Regions from separate parts of the Bos taurus genome. Here region 2 is linked to region 1. The links are chromatin contacts, called in public Hi-C maps. All regions are on one chromosome and are shown on one strand. Each heading gives the region's core, a stretch centred on a gene start, on an enhancer-like site or on the middle of the called end of the contact. The rest is flanking DNA. Distances are from core to core; before and after follow the strand shown.

The links. Hi-C and Micro-C count contacts between places; a contact is called where the count stands out from the background.
Region 2: a Hi-C map of liver shows a contact between it and region 1, with 4 times the contacts expected there. The contact joins two enhancer-like sites. A contact is called at or near these places in 3 of 11 Hi-C or Micro-C datasets (blood, liver and skeletal muscle).

Annotation. Positions count from the first base shown.
Region 1 is chr11:29,446,911-29,451,298 of ARS-UCD2.0, forward strand. The region is part of intron 5 of TTC7A (tetratricopeptide repeat domain 7A); the gene reads left to right. Among named protein-coding and RNA genes, the nearest start is that of TTC7A, 44 kb to the left of the region's middle. Within about 2 kb of position 2,596, at least 12 of the 102 cell types and tissues checked have an H3K27ac peak or open chromatin away from gene starts, as enhancers often do. A contact at or near this core is called in liver and skeletal muscle, where this site is marked.
Region 2 is chr11:29,741,601-29,745,988 of ARS-UCD2.0, forward strand. No RefSeq gene overlaps it. Among named protein-coding and RNA genes, the nearest start is that of EPCAM, 39 kb to the right of the region's middle. Within about 2 kb of position 2,496, at least 18 of the 102 cell types and tissues checked have an H3K27ac peak or open chromatin away from gene starts, as enhancers often do. A contact at or near this core is called in liver and skeletal muscle, where this site is marked.

The DNA.
Region 1 (4,388 bases), core at 1,346-3,845:
TTTCTCCCTAGATGTACAGAGCCCATTCTTGGCTCAGGTCTGGCAGCCAGCTTGGGTTATGTGGGTCGAACCAGGTGGGCTGAATGTTTTGTGCGTGCTTTTTAAAAAGTTTTCTATTTTTTTTTTAAATCAATAAAGCAATATATGTTCTTTGTACCAAAACCAAACAATAGAGAAGGGAATGAGAAGGGAATGTGTGTTTTCTAAGGGAGTTGCAGGGCTTGGCAGGCTGTGAAGCCTTATGAAAACACCCTCCCTTTTACTGTGTGTGTGTGTAGGTACCTTAGAAAACCCAGCCTGCTATTAAGTATAACCCAGTGAAGGATGTGTCCAATCAGCAGTAATTTAGTATTCTCATCAGCCACCCAGTATCTGCAGTGCTGGGGGAGGGCAGGAGACGGATGGCTCAAGGGGGCATCCAGGGAGCAGAGTCACCCAAGGGCAAAACCCAGGAGAGCCTCCTGGTGGTCACGGAAGAGACCTCTTTAGGCAAAGGGAGAACTTGGAGGCCCATCAGAGAAGGCACATCCTTCCAGCCTCTCTCAATGCACAGTCTTTACTTATTGTCCTTACCACCACCCATCCCCGACCTCGCTAGAACAGTCCCCTTGCTTGGATGTCCTCAGGGCCCTGCACGAAGTGTCACAGTCTTTTTCTGGGGTTGAGAGTGAAGAGGAGAGCTTTAGTTTTTGAAAATGATGATGTGGTTCTGTGGCAGGAAGGAGTAGCTTGATAACCATTTGAACTTCACCTGACCCTGTCTTCTGGTTCAGTTCTCCAGCTGTTGAGACCTGGCTGTGCATTTCTGGGTCTTTGACCAGAAACATCTCATACACGATTAGCAGTGCCAGCCCTGAAACAGAGACTTCTGGCCGGGGCCATGCATACCAGAGCCTGTTTAGGTTCCATTCAGTGGTAATTCCATGTATTTTCTCATTCCCTGTTTCTCATTCTCTCCCTCAAGAAAATTTGTTGAGCACCCTACTGTATGCAAAATATTTTGCTAAGCTCTTGAATAAATCAGGAGCATGGCTAAATTTATAGACCATGAGCTCCTTACGTGCAAGCCCATAAATGAGCTATTCATTTATCATCAGTCTCTTAATTCATTCCCCCTGTACTAGTTGGATGCCTGTTGAGAACAGGTAGTTGGTGTTCAGTATCCAGTTCAGTTCTGTCACTCAGCTGTGTCCGACTCTTTGCAACCCCATGGACTGCAGCGCTCCAGGCTTCCCTGTCCATCACCAGCTCCCGGAGCTTGCTCAAACTCATGTCCATTGAGTCGGACAATATCCAGGTACTTGGTATGCCGTGAGCCCTTTGAAAAGACTTAGTCGAGGGAGTCCTGGAGGTCAGATAGCCAGGAAAGGGAAGTGTAACTGTGCCAAGTCAGAACACCGTTGTCTTTCTGGAGGGTCTGGTTAGCTAGAAGGGAGTGAAATCTGAATCCCTTGGTGCCTGCAGGGAGCCCACCTTTTCCATTGCGTGAGTGATGGCCTGAAAAGGCAGGCGTCTTCAGGGCTTTAATTTTCCCCTTGGAGAATGGATGGATTTATTCCACAATAATTTCTTGAGTGCCTCCTGTGTTCCAAGCATTGAGCTGGTACCCAGAAATATGAAGCTTCCCTCACCAACCTCATTAGAAGTTGCAAAGACTGAATGAGATAAAGTGCTTTCCAAAATCCTCCCCACTGCTTGCTGTTGACCAGGGGCCCTGGGGAGCTTGCCACCTCCTTGCATAGCCCACCTGCAGGCCACTCTAAGACAGGTTGTTTCCGTTGACCCATGACTGCACGCACATCTCTTTCTCTCTGCTCCTGACCAGCCAGGGTTTGCTTGAGTTGGAATCCATGGCCTCCTGGCTTGTCTGCATGCAGCCTGATTCTGGGCCAGGGTTTGTTGGAGGCTCCTGATTGGATATTGTTTAAAGTGGCAGCTTTGCTCAGAAAGGTCAATGTGAGAGATTGGAACAAAGAGATCTTTCAAACTGGCCTCTCACGGGGTTCAGAAAAGTCCCAGCTCTACCTGGCATCATCAGTTTAGACCTGCGACAGGATTATTCAGGCTGGTGGGAGAGACCCCAGCTTGTTTCCCATTTCCTGGAGGGGTGAGCTGAGGGAGAGGGGCATTCCTGACATTTCAGAACAGATCAGCATTGGCCAGGAGCCTGGGTCTCTCCCTGTCTAGCTCCGGCCACCGGAACCTTTGTCGGTTTTTCTCTTTATCTGCATTCAATAAAAATTGGAACTTACCCAAAAGATGCCTAAGGGTGATTACTTTGCTAAAAAATTCTTGGAAGCTTATTTAGATGCCCAGTTCCCTTACAGATTTGAAAACAATAAAAATATACAACTTTGGGAGCACAAGATCTTGTTAAAATACAGTGCTTATTCCTAAATTGTGTGTGTATTGGGAGAAACAGGATCCCTGGGAGTCTGCATTTCTCCCAAATCCCCAGGCAATGCCAGTACTGCTGACCTGGGAGTACTTTCTGAGTGTTGATGATATAGAAACTACAGGCAGAGAGAGGACAGTCCTTGCCTTGCAGTGGGAAGAAGGGATCATAGTCCTTGTTGGCTCTGGCCTCCTGGTAGCAGCCTTGGCCAGGCTGCCAGGGAGGAGGCTGGCAGGTAGCCCACAGAGTGGAAAATCACCCACAGGTCCGGGGCACTCCTGGCTTCTTCTGGGCCAAAGGGGCCCTGGGCAGCCCCAGGGTCCAGCCTTCCTCAGCCTGTGGCCCAGCTGCTCCAGCAGAGCTCTCCCGCAGCTGAGTTCCCAGAGCCAGCCGTTTCCTGTCTTCTGAGAATTCATGCGTCTTTTCTCACTCTTCTAATAGTGGTGGCCGTGTGGTTTTCCTCTCAGCTGCCCCTGCTGTCCACCTCTGGGTCCTTCTCCAAGGCAGAGTCCTCAGTGGGCTTGAAGGGCTTCTGCTGCAGACTCTTGCTTTCGGGCTTGGGGCTCCCAGCCTGTCCCTGGGTGTGGTCTGCCTATCAGGGAGTCCTGTTCTTGTGTCCCCTGTGGGCGGGGCTGATGGAAGGAGAAAGATGGACACAAAACTGGAGCAGCCCCTTGGGTACTTCCTCCCCCTCTACTCATTAGCTTCTGAACTTCCGTGCAAAATAATGTGGCAAATTAAAACATAAGTAATGTGACCTTTAGGACCCAGATTAGAAAGGAAAATAGGGAAGATAGCTAATACTCAGTAAGTCTATACCACATGCCTGCTGTCCTCAGGGCTTCACATATATTCGTCTTCCTGACAGCACTGGGAGCAAATGAGGAATCCTCCTGCAGACAGGGAGACTAGAAGTCAGATTGGCTACCTCACTTTCCTAAGATTGCAGATTTAGGATCTGGCTGCAAAGCCAGGGTTTCCATGTCAGGTTGTTCCTCCTGGAACCTGATTGCTTAGCATAGGAGAACTGGAAGGCATTGAGGAATCGACTAAATCAGTGGTTCCCAAACTTGAATGTCATTGGGACCCTCTTGGAGTTTGATAGAACATGGATTGCTGGACTCCACAGCAGAATTTCTGACCCAGCAGATCTGGAGTAGGGATCCTCAGAATTTGCATTTCTAACAAGTTCCCCTGATGCTAATGCCGCTGGTCCCACCTTAATACCTCTAGTGGCACACAAATGGCTGTAAGTGATACACGGACTAAGGTTTTTAAAGTACTTCTGAAAAAAAAAAGTACTTCTGTATGTAATATTTGTTAGCAAAAAAGAAATGCGAAACCTGAAGCCAAACAACTTGTACACCAAATCCATGATTTCAGGTATGTTTGATGAAGGTGGGATGTCTACTGAAGTAAAAAGAAAGAAGATATTAAGAAAAGTATTGCACAAAGCAGTAACACTAATGGTGTACAGCTAGTAGCCAAAAGTGTGGATGTGGCATGTAGATGATAGGAGTCTGGGAGATGCTGTTTGAAACTGAAGGTGTGACTTTATAGAGGAGGGGGGCTGTGCGCAGTCCCCTGAAGGTGAACTCTGCCTTCAGTAGCAGCCCCCAGACAAGAAGTCTCTAAGGAGCCTGTGGTGCCCTGTGCTTCATGCCCTTCCTGGCTCTTCAGAAGCTCTGGACAGACTAGGGAAGATTGCTGTGATTCTTATTCTATCTCCCAGGTCTTAGTCTCCATTGTCAATCTTACAAACGGGGATCAAAATTTATAATGTTGCTTGCTTGCTTGTCAGAAACCAGAGGTTTCCGGAAGGCAAGGAATTGAGCTTCTGTCCTTTTATGGCTCCAAGCTCAAAGTCCCCAGGAATCTGTTTCATGCATAAAAGCTGCAGGAGGGACTCATGTGACTTCCCGAGTGGTCACCTTTGGCTTTTTATCCTCTTTCATTTCTAAATTTGCTTCCCTGGCAGCTACTGATTTTCCTT
Region 2 (4,388 bases), core at 1,246-3,745, 290 kb after region 1:
GCCATCATCAAAAAATCTACAAACTATACATGCTGGAGAGGGTGTGGAGAAAAGCAAACCCTCCCACACTGTTGGTGGGAATGTAAATTGGTACAACCACTATGGAGAGCAGTGTGGAGGATCCTTAAAAAACTGAAAATAGAGCTACCATTGTTGTTGTTCAGTCGCTTGGTCATTTCCGACTCTTTGCAACCTCATGGACTGCAGCACGCCAGACTTCCCTGTCCTTCACCATCTCCAGGAGCTGGCTCAAACTCAGGTTCATTGAGTCAGTGATGCCACTATCATCTACCATATGATCCCACAATCCCATTCCTGGGCATATATCCAGAGAAAGCCATAATTCAAAATGACACATGCACCCCAATGTTTATTGCATCACTATTTACAATAGCCAAGACTTGGAAGCAATCGAAATTTCCATCAATAGATAAATGGATAAAGAAGATTTGGTCCATATATACAATGGAATATTAGTCATAAAAAAGAACTAATTGATGCCATTTGCAGCAACATGGATGAACCTAGAGATTGTCCTGTGTGTATAGTGTTGTTTTTTTTTTGGCCGTGTGGCATGTGGGATCTTAGTTCCCCAACCAGGGATTGAATCCATGCCACAGAAGCATTGAGTCTTGACCACTGGGCCGCTGGGGAAGTCCCTGCAATATCATCATACTGAATGAAGTAAGTCATTCAGAGAAAGATAAATATCATGTGATATTGCTTATATGTGGAATCATTTTTAAAAATGGTACAAGTGAACTTTTCTACAGAACAGAAATAGAGTGACAGATGTAGAAAACAAACTTAAGGTTACCAAGTGGGGAAGGGGCGTGGGACAAATTGGTAGACTGGGATTCACATACACACTACTATATACAAAATAGATAACTAATAAGGACCTACTGTATACCACAGGGAACTCTACTCAATGCTCTGCGATGACCCATATGGAAAAGTAATCTAAAAAAGAATGGATATATGTACGTATATAACTGATTCATTTTTCTGTACAGCAGAAACTAACACATTATAAATTAACCATACTCCAATAAAAATTAATTAAAAAAAATAGAAGCCTTGTGGTTTTCAACCACCAGCTTCTGCAACAGGAAGAAGAAAGTACTATATGTCTTCCGGGCTTCAGCAGCCTCTGAAAACAATGCCATTTCTGTTTCAGACAATGATGCCCTGAAATAACCTGCCCATCCCTCCAGTTTTGCTCACACCTAGTCAATAATTAATCAGCCAACTGGCATTCTTGGAGACACCAGTGGAGACCTGGTGTTATTTAGGCCGAAAAAGATACTCTGAGGTTCATAGCCCTACTCCCGCCCTCAAGGAGTTTAGCATCCAGAGGGTGTTTGAATCACCTAGGAGCTGGGCACCATGGGCACAGGAGAAAAAACAGTACAGGAAATGCCTTCCCTAGCATCAGGTTGAGCAAAATACCACCCTGATGACATTTGCCTGTGTCTGCAAATGTTTGCCCAGGGAAGGCACCACGTGGAGCTTTCCTTATACACCTAAATTTGCCTTTGCAGGCTGTATTTTCCTTACACATTTCCCAGGACTGAGAAAGGGAAGGCAAGGGATATTTATCAGTTGCTAACCAGTCAGCCCTGTGCTGGCAGCTTCGCAGGTGTCATTTCATCTCCCCAACCACCTGGTGGGAAATCCATTTGTTCCTGCTTACCTCAGAGAGTTGGCGCCACTGAAGGGCTAGGGCTCAGGGGCTAAGGACACATGTTTGTGAGTGGGGCGCTTAAGGAAAGCTCCAGCTCAGGAATTTTGGGTGCTGGCAAAGCAATGAGACTTCTTCCTGGAAGGTACAGGGACCACAGAAGGATGATAGTGAGACGAGACATCTGATCAAATCTGCAGGAAAGCTTTCTGAGAGCCGTGTGAGGGCTGGTGGGGATGGAGGAGGAGGGATTGTAGAATGAGAACAGGAGAAGGGCTCTGGACGAGCAAATTCGTTGTCCGCACCCCCTCACTACCCTCAGCCCCCAAACTCACACACAGAGTAATGGTCTCTGGATTCAAATAAAGCGTTTCAATAACCCAGTTTAAAATTGTACACCCCAGTCAGTGGCCCCTATATTAATCTGGATAATCAGAATTGACTAAACTGAGTCAACTGAAAGAAAGAAGCTTGTGCTGTGGGCAACAGCCCTGGTAGGTGGCTGCTATGTGGACAGGCTTGATGAGATTTGGCATAATGGCTAAGGGAGTGAGGGGCAGGGGAGGGGCAGGAAGGCCCTGGGTTTTGGATTTAGTTAGGCTTTGAATTCTGACATTGAGAAAGTGATCCTGTTTATGCCTCAACTCTTCTGTAAGATAGATTTCATCATACCTGTTTCATGACTGTGGAGTTCGAGCATTCTTAGTGCCTACCACCTCAGTGGTGCCCAGAAAATACCAGCTGATGTCATCACTTGAACCTGGTTGCTCTACAGGGCCAGAGCAGGACAGCTTGGCTCTTCCCCATGGAGCAACAGTGCCTCTTGGTGGCTAAATGGGGAATGACAGGCCCTCCAGGTGCCAGGGCCCTGCTCCTACCCACCCAACACCCCACAGGTTAGAAGTCTCCTTAGTCCTACCCACTCAGAGCTGACAACTCAGGCCCATCCAGCACACACCTCTCACAAGAGCCCATGCTTCATGCTCACCAGCAAGTGACAGGCTCAGTTGTCCCCAGTATGAGAGGACCTCAAACCTAGTGGGAACCATGAGCTAGGAAGAAAACACAACTTTCAGTAGCCTGATAAGTTTTCTAGACATGACCTTGACCTCCAAGCCCTCCCACTCGACCCCCAAGAATTATGAGTTGAAAGCAAAATGCCAGTTGCACAGACAGGCAGCGCTCAAAGAAAACAAGGCAGGAAGGATTCCATTCAGCAAATGCATTGAAGGCTCCATCCAGACCCCTGGCTCCAGGGCTAAGCCGTAGCTACAATGGTCAGCACAAAGAAAAAGAAAAAAGCCCTGACCTCAGGTGCTGACTATTAAGTGGAGAAATTATATCATCGGATACATAATTACAGACTGTAACAAAGACATGAAGGAAAGGTTCAAGGTGCTGACCCCACCCAAGACAAGGTGAAGTGTGTTCCTGGCTGATCCCATGGGCCTCACAAGCACTCTGCTGGTTGATGCGCTACCCCTAGGCTCTGTGCATATAGCACGTATTTATATGTTCACTGCTGGAATTGCCTGGTGGTCCAGTGATTAAGAATCTGCCTGCCAATGCAGGAGACGTGGGTTTGATACCTGGTCCGGGAAGATTCCATATGCCGAGGGGGATCTAAGCACATGTGCCATTTGAGAAGCCCATGCACCCTAGAGCCTGTGCCCCGCAATAAGAGAAGCCACTACAGTGAGAAGCCCGAGCACAACTACAGAGTAGCCTCTGTTCGCTGCAAAGCCTGCACGCAGCAACAAAGACCCAGTGCAGCCAAAAAGAAATAGATGTTCACTGCTTTTGAAGGTGGGCCAGTGTGGCTCTGGGCTGTCCACCTGGTAGACAGGAGCCAGGGAAGTCATCAATGAATGAATAGGCTTAATAAGTGTTAGTTTTATAAAAAGGGCATTCCCAGAAACAGGAACAGCATGTTCAAAGGTTCTGAGGTGGAATCTCATAGAGAACTTTGGTGCCCAGAAATCGAGACTGGGGGTGGTAACACTAAAGCAGTAGGCAGGGGTCAGGCCACCAGGCACTGGAGCCATAATCAGTAGGGTGGCCTTGATCAGAAGAATAGTGGGAAACCCCATTTATCGCTCCTGCTTCTGCCATCCACCCACACACCCTGCCTACCCTGGAGACTAGAGGAGACAAGCCTTGTCTTGCTGCCTCCCTCTGCCCATCACTGCCCAGGGGACCTTCATCAGGTCTTTTCCAGAGCCCATCCCTTTTCTTCTCCTCCCAACAGCATCCTATCAAACTGCGTCTGAGATGTTTTTTCCCTTTCCTTTCTTCCTCTCTACTTTCCATAGTAGAATCCTGCTAAACTCAAAGCCATACTCTTGCTTTTAAGCTGCAAGGATTTCCTGCCAGCCCTGTGTGCCCAGCCCTGTGGTAAGGTGAGCCTGGGGATAGAAGAGAAAATACACTCCTTCCTTACCCTGAAAGGGCTTCTCATGTTGTCCTGAGGCCAGAGACTGCCTCTCAGCTAGTCACTTACATCTGAGCCCTATCCATGGAAACTGTACTTATCAATGCCCTCTTTCTCCTTCTGAACGTTCAGGTCCTCACACAGGAGTCAGTCTGCTGGGCAGTCAGTTCATCTGGTTAATGTCTTGAGATACACAGGCAAGGACCCCTGGACCTGGAGTCTAAAAACCTGGGTTTGCAGCCTGGACCTGCCATATTTTAACTGTACATCCTG